Regions from separate parts of the Mus musculus genome. Here all the other regions are linked to region 1. Evidence: chromatin contacts called from public HiChIP or PLAC-seq and promoter capture Hi-C data. All regions are on one chromosome and are shown on one strand. The core of a region is the stretch at or near the end of the contact, and the rest is flanking DNA. Distances in the headings are between cores, read along the strand shown.

Region 1 (4,793 bases), core at 1,007-3,506:
CTTGACTGCTGCTGAGCAGGGCACATTGGCAGTGCTATCTCATGCTGCCCACGTGGAAGTGTGGTGAGAAGACAGAAGCATGCCCGATAATCCCTGACTATGGGACGTGAGTGGGTTAAGAGAGCACCATACTTGGCAATCAACATGGTTGGACTGGTGAGACTGAATTCTGTACCTTATAAACAGATACAAGGTGACTCTTGCTATCCCACAAATATTCACCATAACATGTTTATAACAGACAGCAAATATACAAATAGCCCAAATGCCAGGAACCAGAAAATGGTTATATTGTGCTCCATTTATGTAGCAGACTGCCACAAAGCCACCTCTCACCACAGCCTAACCGAGCAGGGAAACTAGGCCCAGGGATCCTATGTGCTTCTGTGTGTCTCATAAAGGGCAGACACGACCCCAGCCAGAACCCTTTTGCTGTCCCGTGTGGCTAATCAATGTATTTTGGAGAAACAGGAGTCAGGAATGCAACCTCAGCGTGTGTTTACTGAGGCAGGCAGAAGAGGGGCACACAAGAGTCAGCACCACCAGTGGCTCAAGTATCGTCTGAAGGTGGCTTCACTGCCATGTATGTTATTATCAATAAGTGAAGCAAAGGAGAGAGGGTCAGCATGGACTAAGCAGGACAGCATCATGACCGGGCATAAAGTGTGCACCTGAGTCAGGGGGAGTGAGCCAGTCATACACAGTTCAGTAGGTAGGTTGTCAGGGGCAGCATCAGGATGACAAAATAAATTATTACATGTGGATGTGAAGGCTTTGCAAAGTCAGGAGACGGCTGCTCCCCTGTGTAGAGTTAAAGGCAGCTGAATCCTTATCTTGCCTCAAGCCAGGGCCCAGTGTGTGTCACTCTCACCCCTAGACACATGTGGTCAGCAGACACTATCCTAAACTAAAGGCACCGTTACTCCAGTACCAAGACCAGCAGAGACTTAGGGCAAACCCGGAACAACACTCAAGTCAAGCTGAGGAAAAAGCTTCCTCCTGTCCTCAGTCCCAACTTGGGCATCCTGGGAATCCAAGGATGATGTTAGTTGAAGGCCGTTTGCTCCCTGGGGAACCAAGAGTATGTGAGAGAGGACAGCATACGCTTACAGCTGTGCTCACAACAGTGAGTACCAGCCAGTGCATTGGCCGAGGTTTCCTCCCAGATGCCAGGCTGCGTATGCTCCATCTATTTAACTTCTCCAGGGAAAGAGGGATGGTAAGAATAAACCATGCAGGTTTATAGTTGCCCTAGAAAGCAGAAACCCCTGCTAAAACCCGAGAGACCTCTACAGCCTTGGGCTGAGTAGGATTTTAGTAGGTTGAGCACCTGAGCTCTGCCCTTAGTCAAATGGCAGACAGCATCACAGGGAATGAGGCCACAACCCACAAGAAAGGTGTCTAGAACAGTACTACTCTGAGGAGGCAAGCATCACATAAGCATTAGCCCTGTGGCCATTGGTTACAGCAGCCAAAGCTGTAGATAGGAGAAGCTCCTGTGTATTTTGCCCTTGCAGTTGCTGTCCAACCTCTGCTGATGGGAACCTAGAGTCCTCTGGTCTACTGGAGGCATCTAACCTCCACTCATTCTTCAAATGCCTTCCTTTTCCCATCCCCCTGTCTCCTGAAGCTCTGCTGGGAATAAAGACAGTGATCACTGAGAGCGCCCAGTGTGCCATTCCTATAGTACATCCTGGGTAGACTCCATGTCTCTTATTGGCCACAAGGCCAAATGCAAACAGAAGGACAAACACAGAGGGCCAGGGGGAATTCTCCCCCTAGAGAGCTGGCCAATGTGAAGCCACACTCAGGCACAGCAGTGGGCAGATGGTTCTAGGAACAGGGCATGGGGAAGAAAGACAAACTCCTAAGTTATTTTTAGTGAAAATGTTTCATCTCCACAGGAGTGGTCTTTTGGAAGCTTTCTTTGTGAACAAGACTCCACTAACATTTCTGAAAACAAGGCTGGGAGCGTAGCCAGTGTCAGAGCATGCGCCTAACACGTGTGAGGCTGTGGGTGGTCTCCAACACCAGAAAAATAAAGATCCTTTCAGCTCGTTACCAAATGCCTGTAGCAGCAGTAGCCGGCTTCACTCTGAAGTGACTAAGCAGCATCCCCCGGGTGAGGTACCTGCTTGTTTTCTTTTTTCAGAGCTTCTACCAAGCACGATGTGAAAACCTGAAGAGCAGCTAGTACTTCTGGGGCTCCGTCAGTTTCCAGCAGCACAAACCTGAACAAAGCAAAGGGAGGTGACAGCACCCTGCTGCTCCACACACAATGCAAGCCCATTAGTTCATCAGACTGCAGCTCCTGAGTGAAGGCAGGAGGGAGCAGCCACCCTTCCAGCCTCTCTCATATGGCCTTCCCATGGGTACTTCGGTGTTCACAAACCAGACAGTGCTAGCAACAAGTGTTCTGCTTTTACCAGTGAGGACAGAGCTGCCTGGAGAGTGGAGATTCCAACACACACAGTCAGAATCACCAGAGTGGGGCTGTGGAATTAGATGTCCTTGGTTTAGTTTCCGTGCCCTTTTACACAACTAACTTTTCTTTTTGTTTAAAGAAAGAAATCTCAAACTTGATTATCCCGAAACAAAAACAATAACATGTCTTCTTATACCTGTGGCCATTTAAGTTAAGAGTTGGTATGTTTCAAGAGCAACACAAATGGTAAGGTATTGGTTGTAAAAATTCCTTTCCTGTGTTGGGGCTTGATGGCGCTTGCCTTTAATCCCAGCATTCAGGAGGCAGAGGCAGAGGCAGGTGGGTCTCTGAGTTTAAGGCCACAAACAAACAAACAAACACTCCTTTTCTAGGTCTGGAGAAATGGCTCAGTGGTTAAGAGCACTTGCTGGTTTTTCAGACCACTTGAATTCCATTGCCAGCATCCGTATCAGGCAGCTCACAACCTTCCGTAACTAGCTCCTGGGTCCAACACCTCTGACCTTAGTGTATCTATAGGAATCCATAGGTGCCAACTCTCATGACTTCGGAGCAGAGCCAACTGGTGTGTTACACACTTCTTGTTACTGGTCCTTTAAACAAAGCACAAGTTCCTAGGACCTAGTCTTTCAAATAAAAACACCATTCTGCTGAAATGTGGCGTTTCCTCTGTCTTTCAGAGAGTTCTTTCTGTTCAAAATAGTTTTGTGCCTTTTGGCTTTCTTTAGGTCTGTGACAAAGCCCAGCCAGCCCTCATGTGGTGAAGGGCTGTACTGCATCTTTACTTGGAGCTGGGACAAACGCTGCATGGATATTTCAGTACCCAAATGAATCCCACTTCTCTACCTCATTTGAGTATAAACAGGTTAAAGAATGCCACCACACTCCGGAGGCTGTCTTTTCAATGCACAGCAACTTCTGAGTTTTCACCCCTAACTACCAAGAGCGCAAACCTCTACGTTCCCACACCAGCCAGAGACCAACTGTTCCCAAAGACAGTATATTTACCTGAACATTTCATCAACAATTCTGAAGATGGCAGGTTGGCAGGCTGCTTGAGGCTATAAAAAGAAAAGACCATGAAACAGAGAAATACAAGAGGAACCTATCAATAACAACTTTGGATTATTAGGCAAACGAGAAGTTTGGGGCTGCTCCAGAAAAGTGACACATTCCATTAGGTTAAGAAAAGAAAAAGTACTTGGTACCCAGAAAAACCCATAAAATGCCAGCAGTGGTTCTCTCTGAGCATGGGCTGTGGGCAAACTTTATTTACTTATTTTGTATTCCTGTTATATACCACATTTTCTATAGTAAGCCTGTATGTAAGAATAAGTTTCATGAGTGGTTAAGAAGCACTTTATGACAACAGGACTCAGGCCCTACTCAGCAGCACACTCCACCTGCTGACCTTCACCATCCACCTCCCCACCATCCTCGTCCCATAGTTGGTAATGAGCACCTAAGAATCAGGTGGCCACCACTATTGGGTACAGTTAGCAGTTAATGGAAAGTACAGCCACGTGACACCCGGTGAAAGCTCCCCAATCTTTTCTAGAATACCCTGTCAGTAGGATTTAATGGTTTCAGTCTATAGAAACTGGCTTCCTGAGGCCTAGGAAGAGCCTGCTTACTTATATTTTTAGTCAGAGCTTAAAACTTGAGTTTATGATAGATTTTTTTAAAAAGCCTATTTGTATTATAAAACATTTCACAATGGCATCCAGAGATAAGTAGGCCAGGCTCCAATAAAGGGAATTTCTGGAGTAATTTTGTGTTTGCTATGACTAGCTTTGGGAAACATTTTTTTTCTAGCCACCTTGGATCCTGTGCATCACTTTTCTGACTTTTCTGAACCACCCTGAAGAAAGTTGAGTGTTTCTTTGGCTTTCCCACTTAATAGTTAATTCTGCCATGGCAGCTTAACTTGCAACATGGAGTATGTGCCATCTAGTGGCCATACATGACCATTACAGGCTGCCACACAAATGATGGGAGGCTGTCCTTTTCATCAAAGACATTTATGATTTGCACGCTAATGCTTTCTCCTTTTCAAATAAAGCAACCCATGATCTCTAACCCTTTGTCAACGTACATCTTTCTCCAAATGAAGCAAACCTAAAATCCTCATAAACTTGTTACCTACTTAAGAAATTAACAACAGAAGAATGGCAGGTTATTTCATGGCTTTGATCTCCAAAAGTCATTTAATCTGCCTGCTTCTCAGCCTCACTGTAAATACTAACAGTTGTTCATGCACTTGGACACAGGCCCAGAGAACACTGAAAGAGTTTCTATGTGTTCATAATGGAAAAATCCAAACAGAAAAAAAATCAAATTGGATCTCGTA
Region 2 (4,793 bases), core at 792-3,291, 420 kb before region 1:
AGAGGTTTGTGTGCCATACTGTCCCTGTCACAATTCTTAAAGCTGCCCTGGTATAGAAACAGCTATGGGCAGAACACGGTGAAGCCAACACTTCCAACACTCAGCAGAGCCTGGCAGACAGCTCTGTGTGCCACAATCAGGGGTGTGCATTAGATTCTATTTACAAAAAGATGTCAGTGCATTATAAAGGAGAAGCAAAAGCATCCAGTGGCGCCCCAAAGTTATAATCTCTGATGTATCGCAGTCCTGTGACGCTACAGAGGTGTTCTTATTTCTTGTGAAACGTCAGACTGCAAGCTTCACAGGAGACAGCCATGATCACATCCCATTCATAGCTCCCCCATCCGAATGTTATCTTGTAATATGAAATTGCCATTTTAAAATTGTACCCTGGTATTCTAAATACAGGGTTGATGAAGATCTGCTGGTAAAGAACTAGTTTCACTACCAACCTCAAGGAGGACATCCCTCATTCACAAGAGAGATAAAAACCTGGATTATACCCCAATGTGGGCCTGAGAACGTCATCTTCCTGTGTGACAAGAACACCCACCACACTGTGATGAGAGGTTTGAAAATAATTCCAATTTACATAAAGCGATTATACAACATCAGAGAGGGGGAGGGGGAGAGAGAGAGAGAGAGAGAGAGAGAGAGAGCTCTTTAAACTCATGTCTGCCTGTTCAAGTCTACAGTTCAGTTCATATCATACCCACCAATGTGGCGAGAGCACAGCGTATTTTTGGTTATTCCGTAGAAAACCAAGGGTAGTAACTGACAGAGTCAAGTCCTAGAGTGGGAAATCACTCCTTTTAGAAATTACGTTGAGGGGCTGGTGAAATGGCTCGGCTTTTGAAGACTAGGCTTACAACCCAAACATTAAGAAACCATCTTGACTCATTGATGGAGAGATGCTCATTCTGTAATGTGCTCACCATGGAAGCACGAGTTAGAGCCCAGAACCCTTTAAGAAATGCTGGGCAGGATAGCAGGGACAAGTCGATCCCTGGGGTCCGCTGATCAGCTGCTCTATTCCAACTGGTGAGCACCAGGCTATTGAGAGACTCTGCTCCCCCTCGACCCAAAAGGTAGGCAGAGCATGGAGAAAAACATTGGAGGCCGTCCTCTGGCCTCACACATGTACAAAAGCATCAAAGATCATATCACAACCATACAGAAATCTATAAACATGGAGATGCAGTCACTGTGTATTTCTAAGTAGAAATACATCTGAGTGATGATATGATGGTGCACACCTTTAATCCCGGCACTTGGGAGGCAGAGGAAGGAGGATTTCTGTGAGTTTGGGACCACCCTGGTCTACAAAGCAAGTTCCAGGACAGCCATGTCTCAAAATTAAAGAAAGAAGACGCTGAGATAATCTTTAAAGATTCAACAGAGAAGTCTCGATGAGCGGCGGCGGCACGCACAACGTGGACACAGGACACGCAGTGGGATGCATAGCATGCTTCAATCTACTTCCAAACTGATATACATTAATAACCAAGAGCCCTACCACAAAGCCATATAATGACATCTGCTCTTATAACAGCAGACAAACTGGCAAGAAGGAGCCAGACATAAATAACTGAAGAGAAGTAAGGAGATTGTGGTCCAGCAGGCGGGGAAGGAAACAGTGGAGGTCAGCGTGCTGGGAAGCACCTCACCCTGATGTCCTCTGGCGCTCAAGATCACCTCCCAGTAGCATCTTCGTGTCAATCACACATTGATAAACACTGGTAATGGGACTGCTTGAGAGAAATGGTTCTCTGAGGAATTCATCTGGCTTTTAAGTGTAGCTCCATTACAGGATTACATGGCGCCACCAAGTCCAATACCCAAGAAGAGAGAACAGAAAATGGGACCCAAGTTGCTCGGGCAAAATGACAAAGGAGACGGTTCTGATTCTGTGGCAGCAGATAATATTTCCTCCTTCCCAAGAGCTATGGTGCATTTTTAAAAAGCAAACGGAATAAAGATGTGGGCGGGAAGTTCTTCCGTGGGATAAGCAGATGGGGAGGAAGAAAATCGAAAGCAGGTGAACTGCCAGAGAAAAACGGCAGTCCCGGAGAAAAACATCAAAATGCGAGCATTCATTATATGCCAGTCTTCGGGAAATGAGGGGTAACAAACCAGAAAAATAGTAATTTAGTGTAGGTTGGGCAAGTGATTCTTTGCCCAAAGGCAACGAAAGAGAGAAGCAAGCATCTTTAAATGCTGGCAATTACGCAGATGGCAGAAAAAAAAGAAAGACTGAGTTTCATTCCCGCATAGTAAGGGAGGGTACTGGGAAGGTAGAGCAATCTGAAGTGTTTACAGTTTTGACATAGCCTACAGCTCAGCAGGCATTCAGAACACATTATCTGCGCTGTGAAAATTTACCCTCAGAAATTACTGAAATTAATCAAGAAGTTAAACATTTATTAAAAACAAGCTTGGAAGTTACAGGAGAAAGGTCAATTGAGAGGAGCCAAGCCAGACGGAGTGTGCGTGCTTCTGCCTGTGAAATGCACTGTTTGCTTAGGAGCAAAGGTTCATGAGCAAATGAAGCATGTGGAGACTCATGCGCATTCCCTTTGGGGACTCTCGTCTGCACTTGGGAAAACAGCTGCTGCTGTCAGCAGTCCTTGAAAAGAGCAGCTGATGCAACCCTTAACTGACCTGGGGCCCTTGACCCCTCTGTGACGTTAATACTCCGCTTGAGCATTTGGGCAACATTGCAGATTAAATACAGCCCCAGGTTGTTCAGGCCTCAGTTACCAAGGTCTAGACTCCAACGTCCAGGTAGTCTGCCCCTCCCCACACCCTTTACGCCACAGGGTAAGCACACAGGAGACCTCTGAGCCCACACAAGGAGGCTCTGCTTTGCTGCCTTAACCCAGAAAGAGAAATAAGCTACGGGGAGGCAAACACTCAAGAGAGATTTTCCTCATGATCCCTAATGCACCCCTGGGGGGGTATTGTTGGGGGGGGGGGAGGTAGAACTAGGATTCAACAGGAAGAACTTCCTCCCATATTATACCAAAATGAGGACATCTAGAACTGTCCCATGGCCAAGAGGAAGAAGCCGTAAGGAGAGTGCCCTGCCTCATTTTTACCAAATCACCTTTGCACAAGAACCACCATACTGGTGTCTTAGAACTTTTTGTGGCTTTTGTGTGTGTTTGTTTCCAGTACTGGGAATTGCACCCAGGACCTTGCACGTACTAAGAAAGCATGCTTCCACTACTCCTTGCCCTGGAGCAATACTTCATGGAAAGCAATGAGATCACTTTTCAAAGCTGTCCCTTTAGCATCTTTCTGTTAGCCTAGAACTTACATCTTGGAGCTGCGTGGGACTCTGAAGGGTCTGTGTGGGGAAACAAAAGAAAATTATCCATAAGCTGGAGAGCTAGAAATATCTCTGTTCAAATGTAGACTTTGTCACTTACGAGCAGTGTGATCAAGGGCAAGATGCTCATCCACCAGACCTCAGTTTCATCATTTGCAAGACAGAAGTCTACATTCTGCAAAGGCTTGATGCAATGGCTTATGGGAGCTAATGTGTTTAGAATAGTTACAGTAGCTCAGAACACCCTCCCCTAGGAAACAGTAGCTGGTGCTATTAACTCTCATGATTGTTAAGTACACAAGAATTTTGTAACACAATTTTTCTCTAAATGTTGTTCATTTTAAATGCTGATGTGAACGTCAGTCTGACTCACACTATGCATCCTCTGTGCTTTGTGAGAGATTCCCTGGTAAGCTATGGTGAAGTCAAAACCGGATCAGTAACCAGGCTGGGGATGTCTGTAGCTCGGCTGCTAGAGTGCTTGCCTGATACTCACAAAGCCCTGGCTTCAGTCCCCATCTCTAGCACACACACAGTAATCTCAACACTCAGAAGGTAGAGCCAGGAAATCAGTTCAAAGACATCCTTGGCTGCATAGCCAGTTCAAGGCCAGCCTAGAATACATGAGATCCTGTCGCAAAAGATAAGGAAGAGGAGGAAGAAAGGGAAGAGAGACATTGCATACAAATATCAAGAAGAAAAATTAAAATTTTCCTTTCCAATTGAGTTGGGGGGGTTGCTCTTTCAGCAAATACCTCCATTCCCAGATGAATGAGAGACTGGGATCGTCTCTGAAACCCAGTGTGACAATGTTGATGTTTGTACATTCTACAGTTCCAGGAAGCTCAAGGGATGGTGCAATATATATTTCCAAGAAGAGCACACTGTGCAGAACATCTGCGCTTCAGATAATATGCATCCCAGTGAGGCGGGTGGCTCTTCACAGAGCAGCTTCTGAGCTCATCATTCGTTGTAAATTTATGCCTCACACTTAGAGCTGGTGGGGGGGCTGGAAGCAGAAAATAGAGGTGCTGTTGCTATTTTAAGCATGGGGGAAACGGAGAAATCAAGACACTGACCCAGAACTGCTCCATGCAAATCAGGGTTGCTTGGCTGTGCACTCAGAACCCCATCTCTTATCATAGATCTGCTCTAGGAAAAACAAAATCCACATCTTTCCATGCCTTCTAAACCTCCACCAAAGAGGGGCTGCACCAAGCTTACTTTTTTGACCCAACAGTTTGCAGGAAGAGAGAAAGATGCTGTATGCGAAATTCAGAGAAAGTAGCATATGCATCCATAATCCTAGCAATCCTCCAGGGAGACAGGAAGTGAAGACAGGAGAGTACCCAGAGCTCCTCTGGTCAGCTAACCTAGTACACGCAGTATGAACAAGACAGACCCTGTTAAACAATGTGGAACTAATACCCATCTTGTCCTCTGACCTAGGCACACATGTCAT
Region 3 (4,793 bases), core at 860-3,359, 390 kb after region 1:
ACCTCAAACATACACGATTATTTCTTGTAAATTAAAAATAAAAATTTAGGTCTAGGATGTGGCTCTGTAGTATGGCACTTGCAGAAAATGCTGACCCGGTGGAGTCTCTAATACTGTAATAAATAAATAAATAATAAGTATGAAAATTTAAAATGAGGAGGCCAGTGAGATGGCCCAGCAGGTAAAGGTGCTTGCTGCCAACCCTAGTGACCTGAGTTCCCCAGTACCCAGATGGTGGAAGGAGAAAACCCACTTCTTCAAACCCCCACTTCTTCAGCCTTCCCCTGACCCTTCCCACTATACACACACACACACACACACACAGAGAGAGTAAATAAATGAATAAGTGTAAAAACATTGAAGTAATAAATAAATGTTGAAGATTTCACGTAAAATGTAAGAATTATATTTGTTGTTTGCACTTGTGTTAAATTCAAGGCCATTGTTCATACTTCCAAGGTTTTAAAACTATTACTCTAGAGCTGAGTGTGGAGCTCCCACTTGAAACCCCAGTACTCAGGAGGCTGAGTGGAGTGTTATCACCAGTTCAAGGCCAGTGTGTGCGGCATAGTGAGAACAGAGGTGGTGGGAATAGAGGAAGAAAGGGGACAGGGAGAGAAAAAGAGGGAGAGAGGGAGAGAAGAGAAATAAAACTAATTCATGACTCTCTGAGGCATTTCCCTAAGCAACTCTGACCTGAGAGTGCAGCCAGTTGACTGAGATCATCCCTGGCCATTCCCAATGGACACTCTTAAACAGTGTTGATTATATTGCATGTACTTGTGTGTTCTCTATGTACATGAAGGCATGACACCTGTGTGGCGCTCAGAAGACAACTTGTGAGAACTTGTTCTCTTCTTCCACCATGTGGGTCCCTGGGCTTGAACACAGATTATCATGATTGGAGGCAATTACCCCCCACCAGCACTGGCCACTCCCCCCCACCCCACCCCCTCCCTCCAGTCTCACTGTGTGACTCTGGCTGGACTAGAACTTGCTATGTAGACCAGGCTGACCTGGAACTCTACAGAGATCCATCTGCTTCTGTCTCCCAAGTGCTGGCATTAAAGAAGTATACCACTAGGCTAGGCTTGTGGCAAGCTCCTTTGACCCACTGAGCTACATCGATGAACCCTGCTCTCCTCCAAATTTTATCATAAGGAATAGGGAGCTAGGTTTTTGTTTTTGTTTTTGTTTTTGTTTTACCTGCCTATTCTCTCTGGTCTGTAGCATAGGCTACCCTGGAAATCACTATTTAGCCGTTATCTGGCCTCTAGTGGATGGTGTTTTTCCTCCCTCAGGCTCCAAATGCTGGAATCAGACATGACCCAACACACTGGGTAACTTCCTATTTTCAAGAGCAATAACTTTGTCAGAATGTTCCTGGTCGTTAATAGACACTTCCTGAGGTCTGCTCTACACTGTTTTTACACAGTGCCCCAGCATCAAGAACTCTCTACAGCCTGCTAAGGGAACTCAGGACATAACCTTTTAAGTTCATTTATACTTCTTAGACACCTTTTAACAGAGTGTTCTTAACTGAATAGTTTTGCCCCCAATAGTATCAGGAGGCAACTTTCATGGTTAATAAAGATTGGCTGCCACTGGTGTCTAGGACAAAGGGCAGGGCTGTATTCAACATCCTCAGATTCAAGGCATGGCTCCTGCAATGTCCACAACTCTGAGGCTCAGAAATCCTGGCCTAACATCTCTCCTTCCTGGGAGCTGATGTCTCTGTTTGAGAAAGTCAGGTTTGTGGGGACCTGCAAGGCTTATTTCAGCAGAGAACCAAATCCTTGATGGTACCTCTCTGCTTCTGGCTGGGAGCCATCTCTGTCTGCTGTACCCTGGCTTGGGTTTGCATAGAGATCTACTTAAGCCCTTCTAAAGAACCCTTGAAGCAAGAGCTGGGCGGACTGTTTGACTGTGACTAAAAGGGGAAGGGAATGCGTTTTGGAGGGGGGGGGGTTGAATGCTGAACTTTCAACCCTTCTTGGCAGTATTTGCTGGTCAGAAAGCAAAGCCAGCTGTAACTTGGACAGAGCTATACACAAGCAGACAACAGACTGCTATCTTGCAAATTGGAGGCTTTCGATGGCTTCTCATGTGGGCATTGGCCTCAGGCAGGAAGACCACCCACAGGCAAGCGCACAACGCCTCCCAGGAGGCCTCTAATCACCCACCCTTCTGGCCACCTGTTCTGGGGCTGCTTATCAGATGTGAAGGAGCCAGTTAATAACCATTTATAAGCTATAAATGGAAGTGGCCGTGGCAGGGAGCTGATAAACATTTGGGGGCAAATTATTTGTGTTGCTGGACTGTCATTTGCACCCCTCTTGAAAGTATGTGTTTCGGGTTACAGGATGTCCAGATGGCTGCTTGTGGCCAGCCCTGTCTGCTGAAGGGCTGGGACTATGATCTCCACCCTACTGTGGATACTATGGGCTGCTTGGAGAGTGTTAGCCTTCCCGGGCATCAGCCCTGTCTTTATAACTCTGAAGGAGAAAGGAAAAGTCAAAGCTCCCTAAAGGATTTCATGCCATATGTCTTGGGAATCTCTGATCTCAGTTTGGAACTAAAGGGGATTGACTGTACTCAGCACTGAGCTAAACAGGAGCGAGCTTTGTAGAAACTCCAGTCATTGGTGTAGATTTTAGATCCCCCCTCAAGAGATGGAAAGGATGGTGAGATGTCATCTAAACTGATACTGACAGTCAGGCAACTGCAGACCGTGACTTGGGAAGAACATTCATTCCACAAGGTGCTTTCCAGAAGTCAACATGGCTGCAAAGCAGTCAGCTTTGCTGTGGTCTCCAAAGGCCCATGTGTTAAATGCCTCTCCCCTCCTCCCCCATCTGTGGGAGGTGCAGACCTTAAGAAGTAGGGTCTAGTGGGATGAAATCAGGTCACTGTAGTGTGCTGGTTGAAGGGGCTACCTACGCCTTTGTCTCTCCAGTGGGATAAGCAGTGCTCCTGGCCATGAGGTGCTCCCACAGGCACAGAGGAAGCTACCACAGACTGGAAGCCCAAACAACCCGTTTTGCTCTAAGTTTTGATCCTCTGATGCATCTGTTTCAGTAAGGAAAAACTAAGGCAGCCATATTAACTAGGGTTGGCAACTGTGAAATTCAGAGGCCAAAGAGGATCTTGAACAATGGAAAGGGGTGCTGGGTAGAGACAAGGCATTTGAATAATAGAAGTGACACCTGGTTCTTTCATTTGAGAGCTGTAGTGAAGCAGAGCCAGCTGTTCTGCCTTTATCGTCCCAGACTGGATATGACCAGAATTCTTCAAGATGTCAAGTAGTGGATACTACTGAACTGGTGGCTGCTAACGTAGAAAACATGATCAGAGTGCCCAGGCCCAGTTCTGGACCTTAGGTTCTCTGTGACCTGGCTGGGGTCTGCATACAACTTAGTAAGTTGTGTACCTACGCCCTACCTGGGGAGCTACTATATGAAGTGTGGCCCACAGCTGGGCCCTGGGAGTCTGTGACTGGCTGGAGAACCATTTGAGGCCACAGCAGAAGGCTAACAGGGTGTGGAAGAGTAAATGTTATCAGGGTTTGTTCCAGACATCCACAAGGCATGGAAGGAGTCTCCACTTGAGAAAAGTGTGGCAGAGATCCAGGTGTCAGGAAAGGGCCTCTGAGGTGGCTTTCAGAAGACAGATTGTGTACCCAAAGCCCCAGAAATAAACTATGCCGTAGCCTTAGGGAGAAGAGAGACTTTTCTTTGTGGGTCAATCAGAGGAGTGGGGGGAAAGCAGGTGAGGCTGGTACAAAGGTCAGACCCAATCAGAGACGGATGCTTCTCCTGGTCTGTGAGGTCAGCAGGTCAGGAGGTTGCTGTGGAGAGGGAGGTACAGAGGATTCAAGGAGAGTGAACTCTGGCCAGAAGGAAGCAGGTCTGATGCTCTGGAAAGAGGAACGGCTCTAACAGAAACCATCCCGTCTTCAAGCAAAGGATGGCTGCCTTCTGGACTCTCCAGGCTGGGGTAAAGGAACAGAAACAGCCAGTCTGTAACTGGAAGTGAAGACTGTAATTGAGCAGGGTGTGCTTGATCCTCTATGCCCTGATTGGTTGCTAGAATGTACATATCCGAGAGGACCAGCTACGCAGTGACTCTTCAGGCTGGATGTGATTCTCACTCAGACCCACCTGATGCTAATGGCTTCTCTGACCTCCTTGTGTTGAGTCTTTCATGGCACTTTTGTTTCCTCTAGGACTGGTGTAATAACCCAGCCACGTGATATATGGCCAATACCAACCTTTCTGCTTCCAAATTTCTTATAAATAAATATTAGAGTTGATATTAGTCTATGACTTTAAAGGTTAGAACAAATATCAGAAAAGAAAACCTTGGCCTCCTATAAGCATACAGGCTTAAAATACCAAATGAATCAGTATTCTTTTCTAATTTAAATTTATATTAAATATTAATTAATTTTTTCTCCAATTTGGCCAAGCAAAGGGATCTTCTGAAAGCCAAAAGAGACAATAAAAAGAGAGAGAGAGAGAGAGAGACAATATAAAAACAGCTCTGTATCTTTACTGCAAAGTGTTTATTTAGAAGCTCTTGCAAAGAAGTTTTTGAACAATTCCTCACCAATTAAAGCTTAAATGCCTCTGTCTCAGGTAGCTGCCAAGTCTGATCTCTTCTCTTTTGGCTTAAAATGTCACTTACATTTTCATTTGGAACAGAAAGCACACAGATTCTGCAAGGTTTGTAAGTAACTTAGGCTCACCACCTCTGATCTTCAACCCACAGCAGAGTGGAGCTGGAAAATGAAA
Region 4 (4,793 bases), core at 1,530-4,029, 350 kb before region 1:
CTCTGGCTAGAACTACATTGAATAGATACAATTGAAGTGCGACATTGAATAGATAGGGAGAGAGTAGGTAGTCTTGTCTTTTAGTGGGACTGCTCCAAGTTTCTCTACATTTAATTTGATGTTGGCTATTGGTTTGCTGTAGATTTCTTTTATTATGTTTAGGTATGTGCCTTGAATCCCTGCTATCTCCAAGACTTTTAACTTGAAGGGGTCTTGCATTTTGTTAAAGGCTTTTTCCGCATCTAATGAATTTATCGTGCGATTTTTGTCAGTGGTGGTGCATGGCTTTAATCCTAGCACTCAAGAGGCAGAGGCAGTTGGATCTCTGTGAGTTCAAGGTCAGCCTGGTCTGCAGAGGGACTTTTTTTTTCTTGGTTTTTTGAGACAGGGTTTCTCTGTGTAGTCCTGGCTGTCCTGGAACTCACTTTGTAGACCAGACTGGCCTCGAACTCAGAAATCCGCCTGCCTCTGCCTCTCAAGTGCTGGGATCAAAGACATGAGCCACCATGCCCAGCTTACAGAGGGACATTTTTAAAAATATGAATGATATAGACCTTTGTGGGAGGTAACATCCCTGGTCATGAGCTGTATAAGAAAGAAGGCTGAGAAAGCTAGTGAATATTTTCCATGGTCTCTGCTTTAGTTCTGCCTGGAGCTCCTGCCTTGACTCCTCAGTGATGGACTGTGACACAGAGTGTAAGCTAAATAACCCATTTTTTCCCTTTCTCAAATCAATTTTGGTTGCATCATTTATCATAGTGCCCAAGGAGCTAACCAGGAGAAGGTTGCTCAATGTTTCCTGGAGCAGCCACTTCCCTGACTTGTGCCTAGATATTCATGAGATTATCTGGCTTGTTTTTATAACTTTTGGGTACTTCTTTTTCTCTCAGTGTCTTTTTGGTCTGACTTTGTACACCATTGGCCCAAATGCATAAATTTCCAAAAAGTTGTGGTTGGAGAGACGACGCTGCAGTTAAGAACACGTGCTGTTTTTCCAGAGGACCTGCTTCCATCGTCCAGCACCTGTATCGTAGTTCACAGCCATCTGTAACTCCAGTTGCAGGGCATCCAATGCCGTCTTCGGGCTTCTGTAGCCTCTAGGTATGCATGTGGTACACAGACATGCATGCAGGCAAAATTTCCATGCACAATTTTTTAATTTGATGGTGATCTTACATAAATATTTAAACTATAATAGATTTCTGATGTTAGAGGTGTCTTTATGAGGTTGGTAAAGAAAGGGCTGGGGATGTAGTTCAAGAGTAGAATTCTTGTTTACATTGCATTGTTGAAGACTTTGGTGTGATCCAGCATAGAGGAAAAAAATGCTGAGCAGATCTTCATATCTTGCAATGAGTGAAAAAGTCCTTTCCTAAGAACAGGGCACCCATCTGGAGTGTACATTCGGAATCTCCCTCTGTTGGGAAGCTGTGCCGTGGTGTGTATTTATTCCCACACTCTGCCAGAGTACAGATGCTGATGGTCTGAATGCTTCTGTTGTTTTGAAGGAGCCTTGCTTTTGACTCTATCTGTACAGCCAGGTGACATGGTCACCAGATAAATCTCTAGGTGAAGAGAGCTTGTCTCCTTAGTGGCTAAGGAAGTGTGTATCCTAGGACAGGAACAGGGGAACCTCTTGCCCTTCCTGTGTAGCTTCCTATAAAGAAGACAAAGAGACTGAGTATAAGGCAGGAAGTGGGGGCTGTGGGGTCAGACAGGGGCCAGGATTGGGGGAGGTATGGAAAAAAAAAGTTATTACATATCCTGCAAATTTTGAATGACCAAAATCCCTCACTGTGCTAAGCAGCAAGCTTCCTGCTTAGGAAGCCCCTTTGCAGGTGGCTGGAACTTTTTGCCAGATGCAAGGATTTTTTTAAAGCATCATTGAAATTAAATGTCAAATTGCAGTAATTGGGAGTAGATCAGTCTTTGATTAGTTCTGGCATCTCATGTTTCTGTTAGGCATACCGATCCTGAAAGTTCAGTACTTTGTTTTAACAAGAACTCCCGTGAGTTTGTAGAACATGTGTAAATTTGGGATTAGTAGCCCATGTAGGTCAACTGCATTGCTGAGACCAGGAAACAAAAACAAAAACATGGCAATGATAAAGAGCAAGTAAAATTTTCATTGTGTTGTAGAGGATCTTTCAGCCTTTATGTAGGGCCACTCCCTTTCTGAGTGACCACTATGCAGTCATGCACTGTTCGTGGCTGCACTTTAACCTGGAACCTATACACTGTATAATGCAGTGGAGAGGAGCCTTGCTCTTTGCTTCCTTTAATGTGAGGCCCGGGGCAGCCTTGGGTGCCCTGTACTGGCTGTCTGTGTTGGTGTTTCCGCAGCAGGCTTCCACTGTCCTGGAGTTTGGCAGTTAGGCTGCTCTGGGAGATGGACTGTTCCCTACCCTCCTGGTGGGTGCTGAGGTCACAAGTGTACCCACCACTCCTGGCTACCTCAGCTGGGTTCTGGGGGCTGAGCTCAGGTCCTCATGCTTTCACGACAAGTACTTTACCAACTGTGCCATCTCTTTAACCAGTTATTCCTAGATTTTCTTTAATTTTATGTATGCAGTGGCTTAAGAGAATCCTGATTGCATGGCTTTGAGGGCAAGGGTTGGTTCAGGTAGCTCAGCTGTTCAGTCTATAAGAATTCTCTGAATGTCCTGTTTCCAGTGTGGGTTGTTGGCTGCTCCTGGAGGCTGTCCTTTCCTAGCCCTGGAGTCATTCATCTGAGAGCCTGCATCCCCAGCAGCCCCTGCCTCCCCCAGGCCGTGTGTAGTGCATGCGGTCCGCACAGCAGCTTGGAGAAATATGATGATCCAGTTCCAAGCGGGGAGCTGATTGTTTAATTATCATTTTGCCCTGGGGAATTCCAAGATATAAATGATTGTATGAGTTTCTGAGAACATTCACAAATATGAATCTCAATTACTAATACTGAAGTACCAGCTGTTTGTTATTCTCTGGGAAATCATTCCGAGATGTTGGGAAGAAAAATATCTGAGACATCACCAATAGTCTTCCTAGATTAAAAATGGTCCAGAAAATTGCTTGACTGCAACAGTGTTACACAAAACTAATAGTATTTGGTGAAATTCTCAAAGTTAATTTTAGAGGCACACAGTGTATTTTCATCATATTTACCTGCATTTTCCTCATGATGCCTCCCATACCAGCCCCCACCCCTTTTCAACTTCAGGTCTTTTTTAAAGAACCCACCGAGTTTAGTTTGTGATGTTCATCTAATTCTAATGGGTATGGGACTCCCTACCAGAGTAAGGATGGCCTTCCAGAGAGCCACACTTTTAAAGAAGGCCCAGACTTTTCCTTCTCCTAGAGCTTTCAAGTATCAATGACTCCTCAGGATGGAGGGCCAGGGGCCACTTATGAGTCTGTCCCAGCCCCAGGCTAGAATGTTGCCTGCTGTGAATTCATGAACATGGCTGTTCTGTCACATCTAGAAGACACTTGCTTAGGCTCAGTACTCTCTGACTTTTAGGGTCTTTCTGTCTGTCCTTGAGCTGTAGTCCCTAGGGTTAAGAATTTTGCAGTTCTGCAGTGTTTTCTGATTAGTCTTTACAAAGCATACTTTTGTAGTTACAAGGTTGTAAGGCAAAGCTTCCTTCAGAAAAATGCAATCCAAGAAATTCCAGGGAGCTGTGACTTGGCACGCAGGCTGTAAGCCACATGCCAGCAGGCTGCATGAGGCTGGAACTCTGAAGCCATGGTGAGGGCGAAATGGAAGTTTTCCTACTAAGAATTGTAGAATAAATTGTATCCAGCTTCTGGAAACAGTAAGGGACAAGAAAGAGCCACAAGTCATTTATTTCCCTCTTTCCTCAGTTCTCCTTGAAACAGGCTGGTAGATCTGGCCTTATGTCTGGCACTACAGAGGTGTCAGGCATTAGTCACAGCTGCTTCACATGGGATCAGGTACAGGCCCTGCCTGTCCTGTGTCACCTGCTGGCTAGTGATCTTTGCAGAAGTAGCTGACCCTGTGTGTGGGTTTGGGGGTGGGTGATCTGTCCAGGCAGCTCAGGGCTAAGCTCCTCTTGGAAATTGTTCTAAACCTTCCGTCACACTAGACTTCTTTCCTTCAGGGGAGGATAGATGTAGGAGCCCAGGCTCTGCCTGTTGCCTGGAGACAGGCCTTCAGGAGAGCTTGGCCACTCTTGCAAGAGTGTTCAAAGGATCTGTAGAGACTGTTCATCTGCTTATCAAATATTGACTTCTCCATTCAGAGCATGACAGAATTTCTACACCTGAAATCTGAAGGGAAAACATCACCCCAGGCCCTTCTTTCCGTTCTGAGGAAGCCAACTGCTTTCGACTCCCCTAACTACCCAATCCATGCTCTCCCTTACAGCCTTTGATCCTTGCCATGATTTAGGGAACAGAGTCAACCTATGCTTGGCTGAAAAGCACTTTTCTGAGCATTTAATTTCCCTGTCACTATTTTCTGTTTTTATTTTTGGGGCGGTGGGGAGGCAGGTTCTCTGTAGCCTAGGCTGGCCTAGAACTTATCATGTAGTGCAGGCTAGCCTTAACCTTAATGTGATCCTCCTACCTCAATTCACAAGTGCTAGAATTATAGGCACCAACCACCACATCCCTCTTTATCCATATCATTTTAAAATAATAGGTATACATTTGATTCCAGATTAAATAATTTGTATCAGGGTTTCTCAAGTTGTATACTATGATTTTAAGTTCATTATGGTGATATCACATTTATTTTAGGTCTTTTGTTTTTAATATATGGGGAAAAAACAAGTTAGCAAATCCAACGTATG
Region 5 (4,793 bases), core at 944-3,443, 310 kb before region 1:
TATTATGTTTAGGTATGGGCCTTGAATTCCTGATCTTTCCAAAACTTTTATCATGAATGGGTGTTGGATCTTGTCAAATGCTTTTTCTGCATCTAACGAGATGATCATGTGGTTTTTGTCTTTGAGTTTGTTTATATAATGGATTACATTGATGGATTTTCGTATATTAAACCATCCCTGCATCCCTGGAATAAAACCTACTTGGTCAGGATGGATGATTGCTTTAATGTGTTCTTGGATTCGGTTAGCGAGAATTTTATTAAGGATTTTTGCATCGATATTCATAAGAGAAATTGGTCTGAAGTTCTCTATCTTTGTTGGATCTTTCTGTGGTTTAGGTATCAGAGTAATAGTGGCTTCATAAAATGAGTTGGGTAGAGTACCTTCTACTTCTATCTTGTGAAATAGTTTGTGCAGAACTGGAATTAGATCTTCTTTGAAGGTCTGATAGAACTCTGCACTAAACCCGTCTGGTCCTGGGCTTTTTTTGGCTGGGAGACTATTAATAACTGCTTCTATTTCTTTAGGGGATATGGGACTGTTTAGATGGTCAACTTGATCCTGATTCAACTTTGGTACCTGGTATCACTTCTAAAGAGCCTGACTGTTTAAAAAACAACAACAAAAAAGAATTTCCACAAGAAAAAGAATATTCGAGGAATCTAAGTGAAGCGTGCCATGTTTTGCTAAGTGTGACAGACACGGTGACTGTAAAAGGGAAAGGAGCTGTGGGGTGCAGAGGAACTTCTTATTTTTAAATGAACTTAACACATAAACTGCTTAAAATTAAGTTGACTTAAAACATAGCTGCAACCTTCAGAAGAGGCTGCCTTTCCTGGATCCCCCACTACCCATAAGATTGCCCAGGTGCTTTCACTAAGTGCCCTGGTGCTTTTACTAAGTGCCCAGGTGCGTTCACTAAGTGCCCTAGTGCTTTTACTAAGTGCCTTTCTTTTCTGAAGAATAAAGAGTATAGTTTATTCTTTTGGGGAGTTGTCACTAGCTCGTCCACTATTATTCTAGTTCTGAAAGAGAGTTGCTCAAAGTAGAACACCCAGCTCTCTGTCTCAGCCACTCAGGGCTTGTGCCAGTTCTTGAACCTAAATGTCCTCTCTTGCCTGAGCCCTGGGATACTCGATCACAGGTGACATTTCAAAGTGACTGATGGAGGGAATCCTTATGTAACAATCTAGTGGCAGACTTCTTAGATTGATGTTTACTTTATGTGCTGTGTGTGTGCCTTTCAAAGTAACTCTATGAGAGCGAAAGTGGACCAAGAATGTGTACAGGTGACCCTTTAAAGCTGGAGAGAAATGGGGACTTAACATGTTTTCCACTTTGAGTCCTCAGGATACCTAAAAAACTATGAAAGTGGAAATCTATTTGAAGAACATGTGCTTTTCTTCACTCTTGCATTTCTTAAGGTTTTTCCATTCCACTAAAGGAAAAGTTATTTAAAACTAAGGCATCCCTTCTAGAAAGCCTCGCTTTCCCCTGATGATCATAATGGTAGTTGGGAAAGCAGCCAGCTGCCCCAGGAAGTCTGGCATATTAGTTGATGATGTCACCAAATGAGAGTTGAGTGGAGGAGAAAATATAATTCAAAACTATAATTTAGGGGAATAAATAACCTGGGAAAAAATATTAAACTTTAAACTTCCCTACAGCATTTGTGATGTTTCTTTGTTTTAGAAAATGCCAGGGCAAAGCTGGTAAGAACTAACTTTTCTGGCGTGTTCATTCAATTGCTGGGCACACTACTCGTATTTTTAGGTTAACATCAAAGCCAGATGTTAGACAGACATACTGCTTCCCCACTGAATTAACTTTAGTGCTTTATAGCTCACTACACAAGGAGGCTTTAAAAAGAATGAGTGGAAGAGCTCAGATTTCTGTTTGACTGTTTTCATTTAATATTCATACACGCATATAATGTGCTTGGATCTAACTTTCACTCCCTCCCCCGCCCAGTTCCTCTCCTATCCCTTTCCACCACCTTCCCTCCCTATGTCACATGTTCTCCCTCCTCCTCCTCCCTCTGTCCCTCCCTCCCCCTCCCTCTCTCCCTTCCTGAATGTCTGTCTTCCCTTCTCTTTCCCCTGCCTCTCCCTCACTTTCTGACTCTGCTTATTGTGTGTGCACTGGGGCCATCCACTGGAGCATGGACAACCTCTCAGGAGCCCCATTCTTGATAGTTTACTCTCCGTCCTCCAGCAGCCTTCTGCTGCCAATGGCTTCTCAGATAGAGGTGGGACTTCTCCCTCTGCCATTGCTGAACATTGATTTTATACACGATGGCTTGACTTTATACAGTTCTTGTACAATTAAGACTATCCATATACTATATTTGGATTTTTCCCTCTCAGCTCACCCCAGGTCCTCCCTATGCTCTACTCATCTAACGTTATCTTCTTTCTCTCTTTTAAAACAAAACAAAACAAAACCATAAAAATGTAAATCAAGTCAATCAGGCAAAAGACCAATATGACAAAAATGCCAAACAAAGCTAAACGAAGCAAAGCGTTCACAAAAACACCATTGAGTTAATTTTGTGCTGGCCAACTAACTCCTCCTGGGCTTGGGGCTTGTCTTGGAATGTGGCTGATATATACTCAGTGGCCCACCATTGGAAAAGTTGATTTTCCCTTTGCCAGTGGGTATCAGATGGAGATAGCTTCTTGGTTAGGGGTGGGATCCTATGTCCACTTTTCCCTCTCAATGCTGCAAACTGTCTATCTTGAACCTGTGCAGTTCTTGTGCATGCTGCTACAGTCTCTCTGAGTTTATATGCACATGCGTTGTACCTGAAAGACACTAGTTTGATCGAGTCCTCTGTCATGTCATCTCTGGCTCTTACAATCTTTCTGCCTTTTCTTCTGCATGAGATCCCTGAGCCTCAAGGGATCATATACAGATATTACAAATGTAGCCATAGCTGCTGAGAGTGATGTGTGTAGCAGCCCAGTTTCACTGCAGATGTCCACTGTCTCTTGACTTATTCTGATTCCCTCTTTCTATCATGATCCCTGAGCTCAGGGGGTGTGACATAGATGTCTTGTTTAGAGCCAAGCATTCCAAAGTCTCTGATTTTCTGCCCACTGATCAGTTGTAAGTCTCTGTATTAGTTACCACATCCTTTAAAAAGAAGCTTCTCCATTGAGGCTGAGAGGTGCACTATGGGTATAATAAAGATAAGAGTTTGGGAGCAGTTTATTACTATGTCCATTTAGCAGAATTGTAGCACTAGGTTCTCCCCTGGAGCCCGTGACATCCAGAAATGAGTCTTGGGCCCAGTTAACAATATCAGGCATAGATTCCATCTTGTGGAACAAGCTTCAAACAAAACCATAAATTGGTCAGAAATTGGTTGATTGCTCCTACAACATCCATGATGCTATCGTGCCAGTGGGCATATTGTGCGAGGCTAAGCATTGTAGCTCACAGGCTTCATAACTGTATAAGATTGTTGATTCTGTTTCGTTCCCAGTAGTGTACATAAAACCTTAGCACTGAGAAAGCTAGCTATTAGGGATGAAACTTCCAAGTGATTCCACCTTGATTCTTTTGTCCTGTGACTCAAGTATGTGGTATCTTACCATCAAGTTCTGGAGGGTATCCAGGACAATGACAAGAGCCTGTAATGTTTTGGGAGAGGATCATGGGATCCCACTAACCTACAACTTAAAGGGAAGTGACCCATACAAGCAGTGGGATTTTTATGATAATCTATAATGTCTTGAGGAGATATATTGTTTCCCTGTTTTAGAGTAACTCCATTTTAAACTTTCTTATGTAGATATGTACATGTGTATGTATTTGAGTAAGTTTCTGCAGCAACAAACTTCCATATAATCCTTTTCAAGGCCATTAGTATTCATTATCCTGTCCTGCACTCCCTCCTCTTCCCCTTCCCATCCACATACCATTTAACCCTTCCCATTCCATTTTCCTTTCCTCTCCATACTACCTGCATTCTGACTTCTTTCCCTTGAAACAACTCCTCCCCATAGACCCTTCCTAGCTCCCTGATCTCTATGAGTATTCCAGCTTAAACATACCTAAGATTCAAGTCTGGTATCCACATATAAGAGAACCTGTGGATCTTGTCTTTTTGTGTCTGGGTTGCCTCTGAAAGATTATTTCCAGTTCCATCCATTTCCTGCAAATCTCACTATTTTTTTTACAGTTGAATAATATTCTATTTTATATTTGTGAACCACATTTTCATTATCCACTCATCTATGGCTGGACTTAGGTTGTTTCTGTTTCTTGGCTGTTGTGATTAGAGTAGCAAAGAACAGTGATGAGCAGGTATCTCTCTTGTAGGATGTAGAGTCATTTGGAATATTCCCAGGACTGTTATAGCTTGATCATATGGTAGATATATTTCTAGCTCTTTGAGGAACCTCCACGCTGTTTACACTCCTGCCAGCAATGAGGAAGTATTCTCTTTCCCACATTCACACAAACATTTGTTGGCTTACTTTCTCTCTTTCTTTCTTTCTTTCTTTCCTTCTTTCTTTCTATTCTAACTGGGGAAGATGAAACCTCAAAGTAGTTTAAATTTGCATTTCTCTGGTGGCCAAGAATAGTAAATATGTAATATTTATATAATTATACATTTATATTTATATAGTTATATAATTAACTATGCAATATCAGCCATTGTTTTTTATTTGTTTGTTTTTAACTCTGTATGTTATAGACACCCTCTATCATATGGATGGCTGATAAATATTTTTCCCACTCTCTAGACTCCCTCTTCACTGGGCTGATAATGTCCTTTGCACCCA
Region 6 (4,793 bases), core at 600-3,099, 260 kb before region 1:
GAAACCAAAATTCATCATGTCCTGATCATTATAGTGTGCTGGAGAATCAAAGGACTTCTTGGTAAATTAACTGGCTCTTTCCTGAGTCCCTGTTTTATAAACATGTAGCAGGATCATAAATTCCATAGCTCTGGGCTTCTTTAGCAATTACGTTTTAATTATAATGAGTACCATTTTAGTATTCCACTTTGGCAAATGGCATTCAGCATCTCCATGTGAACAAAAACAGGAAAATCATTAACTGTGTTAAAGGATTTTTAAAAATGTTTGGACAATACACAATGTTTTAAACATTATTTATCATAGCTTGAATAAGAATCCTTAAAACTCTCTTTTTTGGTCCTGTTTTTGAGCCAAATAGGTGACTCCAGTGAACTGAGGAAAACACATTTTTACAACTTGCAAGCTACATACTCTTGTCCCAGCCCTTTCCTTACTCACTGTTCCAAAGGAAAGGCACTTTCACTCTTGTCTGACTACCAGCTTGCATTTGGTCTTCCATGGCCCGCTCCATCTCATCTTTTACTCATTTGAGATATGTGGACTTTCTGGGTTTGTTTCATTTCATTTCTGCCTCTGTGAACATGGCATCTGCATGTTTTGGAGTAATAGGATGCAGTCATAAAGTTATGAATACATTTTAAATAAGTTTCTCATGTACAGAAAGTTCTCCTGCTGTTGAGATAATATTCCACCGTTTTCATTATGACCTCATGCATTCTCGTGTCTCAAGTTGAGATGGAACAGCCAACCCACTTTCCTTTTACTGAGAAATGAATGCAAAGGATGGTCTTGGTCACACTCCATACCTTGCTATAGTGTCAGTAATGTCAGTGACATGATAGCCTGGAACTAGACTTATGAATATTGCTTAAGGTGAACATGTGAGTCCTACCTCTCTACATGATTATTTTGCTATTTGTCTCACATCAGATCACAATTATGTCCTGGTCTTACCTATTTTTATCTTTAATAGTTCAGTTATGTGTCACAAAGCAGAATTAGGCTGGCAAGACTACCTTGTTGATATCGAGGTACCCCACCCCCTACTCTATAATTGAATTTTAAGAATCCTGCAAATTATCTCAATGCTTTGTTTCTTGCCATCAAAAGTCATGTGGCTCTGCATTTCAACTTCTCTGTTCACATGTTAGTCTTGCCTCTGTCCAGTTGGTAGTGTGGCTGGCTGAAGTAGCCGGCAGACACTGATCTCCTTTCGTTTTTTTTGTTTGTTTTTTGTTTTGGTTTTTCGAGACAGGGTTTCTCTGTGTAGCCCTTGTTGTCCTGGAACTCACTTTGTAGACCAGGCTGGCCTTTAATTCAGAAATCTGCCTGGCTCTGCCTCCTGAGTGCTGGGATTAAAAGTGTGCGCCACCACGCCTGGCTCTCTGACCTCCTTTCAACTGGCTCCACACCAGGTTGTGTGTAGCTGTCTGCTCAGTCTCTGTGTTTCCATCAAGCATATTGTCTGATGCAGCACTTAAACTTCAGAACCTGCAAGGGCAAGTGCGGTTGATGAGATAGATCTTCATTCCAGTCTGGGAGAAATAGGGAATACACAGAAGTGAAAATGTGTGCTCTGCAGAAAGTAAAACCAAGGGCACTGGAGGGTAGGGAGGGTGGCTTTGTTAGGGTGGGCTCAGGTCAGCCACGAGAGAATAAGCAGACACTGAGATATGGGACAACCACAGAGACGAGCTTTGTCCTGGGGTCGTGGGTGCTGTACTGTCTCGTGACCTGCTAACTAGAGCCCCAGGGCTCAGCAACTGCTGTTCTTAAGCAGAGCCTCCGCTGCTGGAACTAGCACAGCACCTGACTCCTAGCCTGGACTCTTATCCCGGTGCCAAGGGAGAAAGGTGACCCCAAGCCACATTGTCTTTACCTGCTGTCTGTTTCGTGATTCCTTGCTCACACGGTAGGGCACAGGGAGGGGAGCTCAATGTAAATGTTTGCTTGTCTAAGTTTTTAAGGATTTTTTTTTCTTATTGAACAAAAATAATGTTGACAAAGAGTTTACAGAAATAATTACGCAAATATTCTCAATGCTCTTGGTGGAGAAATATTGTAAAGCCCCTTATTAACACAACTTGTTTGGGTTGTGCAATGGAAGATGTCTGCATCTTATCCCAGCTCCTGACTCTGCATGGAGTTTCCTAAGTACCTCAAGTACAAACAGGCGTCCTGCACACACTTGCCCAGGAGCGACTGGAGCCAGGTTGCCCCACCCCTCTCCCTGGAGTTAGACAGGGTGTTGTCTTGTTTGTTCTTATCTCCCAGCCAATTCGTAATAGAATAAGCAAAGCACAACAGGCTGCTACAAAGGGCCTGTTGTTTTCAGCCTCTGACTGCACTCCTTTCTGCCAGAGAGGAAGCAGTCATAAGTTTCTGTCATTATCTTAAGTGGTAAGGTTTCACAGGCTTTGGAAGTCTTTCTTCAATTGTTTTTTCTTTTCTTTTTCTTTTTTTTTTTTTTTTTGCTAACTTACACTTTAATTCCCTAAGGCCCCTCCTTTAAATGCCAAGGGTTGTGCCCACAGTGGTTCTTCCCTGAGGAACAGGCCCCGAGACAAGTCAGTGCGTGTTCACTCCCCTGTCTGCCCACCCTTAACTCTTTGGCTTTCTCTCACAAGCTCCATACTTGGGTTTGCATATATGTTTTGTTTTGAGCTTCCATGGTTTCTCAGATTTTAAGTACAATCTCAAATGTTTTCATGGGTTGTTTCTTTAAAAACCCAAACATTTGAATGAGCACTCCTGTCCCTTGTGCCTTTTGCACAGGTGGGTGAGGTGACAAGCAGCTCACACCTTCCTTTTCTGTCCCTAGAAAAGTTTGTTTTTTGCAAGCTTGCTGGGACTGTTCGCTGAGCAGTGGCCCTCTGAGGGTGGCGGGTGGTGTGCCCCCTCGGTGCTTTCTTGACACTCTTCACTTGACTGCTGATTTACCTAACTTTGCTTCTCTTCCTACTGAGGGGTCTTCTCCTAACTTGTTCTGCTCGTCATTTCTCTTTCCTAAAGCAGTAACTGTTATCCATAAAGTATTGGATTTGTAGGCCTTGGAAAGCCCTGGCTACAATGGTTTTGCTGATCATCGACATGGTGACCTTGGCTTTTCCACTCACAAACCCTCTCTGCAAGAGATCTTTATATTAAAATTGTAAGTGTAAAATTAGCACAAAACCAAAATGTTTACTGATGAGTGGTAAAGAAATATATCTTAGCATTTTCAGTACATCATTTATTAAAGACTACTATGCACATTAATGCAACAGATATGACTGGGCATCTTTACATGAACAGTTAAATCCTAGCTGAATAATTGACACTACAGGATATGGTACATCTTCAGTATTTTTCAAAATTGATTGATATTTTGACTTTAAAATCCTCAACATTCAGAAGGCTGTTTCAAACAAATATGGTAGGAGTATTTTACAGCCAGCTTAAAAAAAAATCATTAGAAATTCTGCACTAATTCTAATGATCCGATTCATTTTATGATTTTTTTAAAAAATGAAACTCAAATCAGCAACTTAAGCATTCCTAAAGCCAAACATGCTAACATGAAATAATCAATTCAGAGATACACTGATCTCACACTTGCATGCTGAGGCATGATAATTGGGAAAATATAAGTCCTTGCTTCCTGTGATTAAATCTTTGTTTCCATGAAAGCAGAAAACCTTGTGTGCACAGTGAAAACCCGGCGGTGGTAACATTCAGCAGCTGCAAGTCTGTGACAAGTATTTGGAGCTGCAAGGAGAAGTGCAAAGTGAACATATGATGCAATGCCAGTAACTGCTGCCAGAAACACGTTCAACTCAGCATGTGTTGGGTTTGAACTATACTGGTTATAGGCTCAACAACATTTCACTGGGGCCAAACTTTTGTGCCCCTGCCCCCCAACTCAGTTACAGTGTTCAGGTATCCACCCACAGTTTAAGAAACAGTGGTCTTGACAGTAATCAGTTTGTATTAAGTTGTGCAGGGACTGAGAGTTTGGAGCTCCGACATTGGAGAGACTTGTCTAACTGTCTGGGGTTGAAGGCATTGCTCTGAGGGAAGACGATGTGGGTCATGGCTCAGAGTGGGCCAGCTCTGCAGTGAGTGTGCAGGACCAGCTTCTCATTGAGGGGTGGTCAAAGCGAAAGCATGGCTTCTGTTTGTCTAGAATCTTCTTGTTATGGAGCAGCTGTGCCGCTTGTCAGACCCACAAGTAGCATTTTATCATCATCGGACTGTGACCTCTCACCCTCTGGATGATTGCACTTAAGTGTTTCCTTTTCTTTGAACTGTTCACACACACGTAGACTGACAGAGAACTGCTGAAGCCATCCTTCAAGAGAACTTGCCAGGCCTTTGAAAGGCCTGCAGCAATCATCCTCTACCTGTGTTTGTAATCATCTCTCCCTTTTGATGTCATCATAAGCAGCTAATCTCTTCCAGTCCTGCACCCTGCCTGATGTGGCTAGTTGCCACCAACTTATGATTCTCCTCTTGGAGGGAAAGCCACTCCCACCTCACTAATGAGCCCCTATTGCTGTGCTCGCTGGATAGGGAGTCATGGAAGGCAAGGGATAAGAGCCTACATTTGAATGTTGACCGTTTCAGGGTCTCATTTCTGAAACTATTACAGAGAAAAGTGCTGGGTTCTAGACAACGTTATAAACATGTTAGTTCCTTATTGGGGAGAATACTAGCTCTAGAAATAGTCTTTAAACATAATGTATGAAGGGCTCTCCTGAGAGGGACCTATGTATGGAGTATATAGCCTTGTGCCCTTAACTCATTCTACA

What was found. Promoter capture Hi-C pulls out the DNA fragments that hold promoters and counts their contacts. HiChIP or PLAC-seq counts read pairs in DNA pulled down with a chosen protein or histone mark. Capture Hi-C pulls out chosen DNA fragments and counts their contacts.
Region 2: a contact with region 1 is called in a promoter capture Hi-C map of adipose tissue. The contact joins two enhancer-like sites. A contact is called at or near these places in 11 of 39 promoter capture datasets (the C10 cell line, the HPC-7 cell line, cranial neural crest and 8 more), 5 of 15 datasets of contacts at CTCF or cohesin (CD8 T cells, the G1E-ER4 cell line, the NIH/3T3 cell line and 2 more), 70 of 484 Hi-C or Micro-C datasets (the 4T1 cell line, B cells, the BV-2 cell line and 43 more), 17 of 115 datasets of contacts at active chromatin or transcription factors (CD8 T cells, the HPC-7 cell line, T-cell acute lymphoblastic leukemia and 13 more) and 3 of 9 other capture datasets (adipose tissue, liver and pancreatic islet).
Region 3: an H3K27ac HiChIP or PLAC-seq map of embryonic stem cells shows a contact between it and region 1, with 4 times the contacts expected there. The contact joins two enhancer-like sites.
Region 4: a promoter capture Hi-C map of adipose tissue shows a contact between it and region 1. The contact joins two enhancer-like sites. A contact is called at or near these places in 9 of 39 promoter capture datasets (the C10 cell line, the HPC-7 cell line, cranial neural crest and 6 more), 1 of 15 datasets of contacts at CTCF or cohesin (the NIH/3T3 cell line), 2 of 484 Hi-C or Micro-C datasets (Sertoli cells and bone marrow-derived macrophages), 2 of 115 datasets of contacts at active chromatin or transcription factors (embryonic basal ganglia and large pre-B cells) and 4 of 9 other capture datasets (adipose tissue, embryonic stem cells, liver and 1 more).
Region 5: a promoter capture Hi-C map of liver shows a contact between it and region 1. The contact joins two enhancer-like sites. A contact is called at or near these places in 10 of 39 promoter capture datasets (the C10 cell line, the HPC-7 cell line, cranial neural crest and 7 more), 2 of 15 datasets of contacts at CTCF or cohesin (CD8 T cells and the NIH/3T3 cell line), 9 of 484 Hi-C or Micro-C datasets (the HPC-7 cell line, bone marrow-derived macrophages, cortical neurons and 5 more), 9 of 115 datasets of contacts at active chromatin or transcription factors (CD8 T cells, astrocytes, embryonic basal ganglia and 4 more) and 3 of 9 other capture datasets (adipose tissue, liver and pancreatic islet).
Region 6: a contact with region 1 is called in a promoter capture Hi-C map of adipose tissue. The contact joins two enhancer-like sites. A contact is called at or near these places in 10 of 39 promoter capture datasets (the C10 cell line, the HPC-7 cell line, cranial neural crest and 7 more), 2 of 15 datasets of contacts at CTCF or cohesin (the NIH/3T3 cell line and large pre-B cells), 19 of 484 Hi-C or Micro-C datasets (LSK cells, Sertoli cells, bone marrow and 14 more), 10 of 115 datasets of contacts at active chromatin or transcription factors (CD8 T cells, T-cell acute lymphoblastic leukemia, astrocytes and 6 more) and 3 of 9 other capture datasets (adipose tissue, liver and pancreatic islet).

The regions. Positions count from the first base shown.
Region 1 is chr13:63,328,390-63,333,182 of GRCm38.p6, forward strand. Fancc (Fanconi anemia, complementation group C) reads right to left here. Exons shown (of 15, transcript NM_007985.3): 9 at 3,452-3,504; 10 at 2,132-2,231. Among named protein-coding and RNA genes, the nearest start is that of Mir3074-1, 30 kb to the left of the region's middle. Within about 2 kb of position 2,257, at least 55 of the 459 cell types and tissues checked have an H3K27ac peak or open chromatin away from gene starts, as enhancers often do. A contact at or near this core is called in adipose tissue, embryonic stem cells, liver and 1 more, where this site is marked.
Region 2 is chr13:62,905,695-62,910,487 of GRCm38.p6, forward strand. No RefSeq gene overlaps it. Among named protein-coding and RNA genes, the nearest start is that of Gm40981, 9.7 kb to the right of the region's middle. Within about 2 kb of position 2,042, at least 43 of the 459 cell types and tissues checked have an H3K27ac peak or open chromatin away from gene starts, as enhancers often do.
Region 3 is chr13:63,717,607-63,722,399 of GRCm38.p6, forward strand. The region is part of intron 4 of 1700024I08Rik (RIKEN cDNA 1700024I08 gene); the gene reads right to left. Among named protein-coding and RNA genes, the nearest start is that of 1700024I08Rik, 14 kb to the right of the region's middle. Within about 2 kb of position 2,110, at least 59 of the 459 cell types and tissues checked have an H3K27ac peak or open chromatin away from gene starts, as enhancers often do. A contact at or near this core is called in embryonic stem cells, where this site is marked.
Region 4 is chr13:62,976,657-62,981,449 of GRCm38.p6, forward strand. The region is part of intron 1 of Aopep (aminopeptidase O); the gene reads left to right. Among named protein-coding and RNA genes, the nearest start is that of Aopep, 14 kb to the left of the region's middle. Within about 2 kb of position 2,780, at least 53 of the 459 cell types and tissues checked have an H3K27ac peak or open chromatin away from gene starts, as enhancers often do. A contact at or near this core is called in adipose tissue and liver, where this site is marked.
Region 5 is chr13:63,021,923-63,026,715 of GRCm38.p6, forward strand. All of the region lies in intron 2 of Aopep (aminopeptidase O), which reads left to right. Among named protein-coding and RNA genes, the nearest start is that of Aopep, 59 kb to the left of the region's middle. Within about 2 kb of position 2,194, at least 25 of the 459 cell types and tissues checked have an H3K27ac peak or open chromatin away from gene starts, as enhancers often do.
Region 6 is chr13:63,070,307-63,075,099 of GRCm38.p6, forward strand. The region is part of intron 5 of Aopep (aminopeptidase O); the gene reads left to right. Among named protein-coding and RNA genes, the nearest start is that of Gm46422, 22 kb to the right of the region's middle. Within about 2 kb of position 1,850, at least 81 of the 459 cell types and tissues checked have an H3K27ac peak or open chromatin away from gene starts, as enhancers often do. A contact at or near this core is called in adipose tissue and uterus, where this site is marked.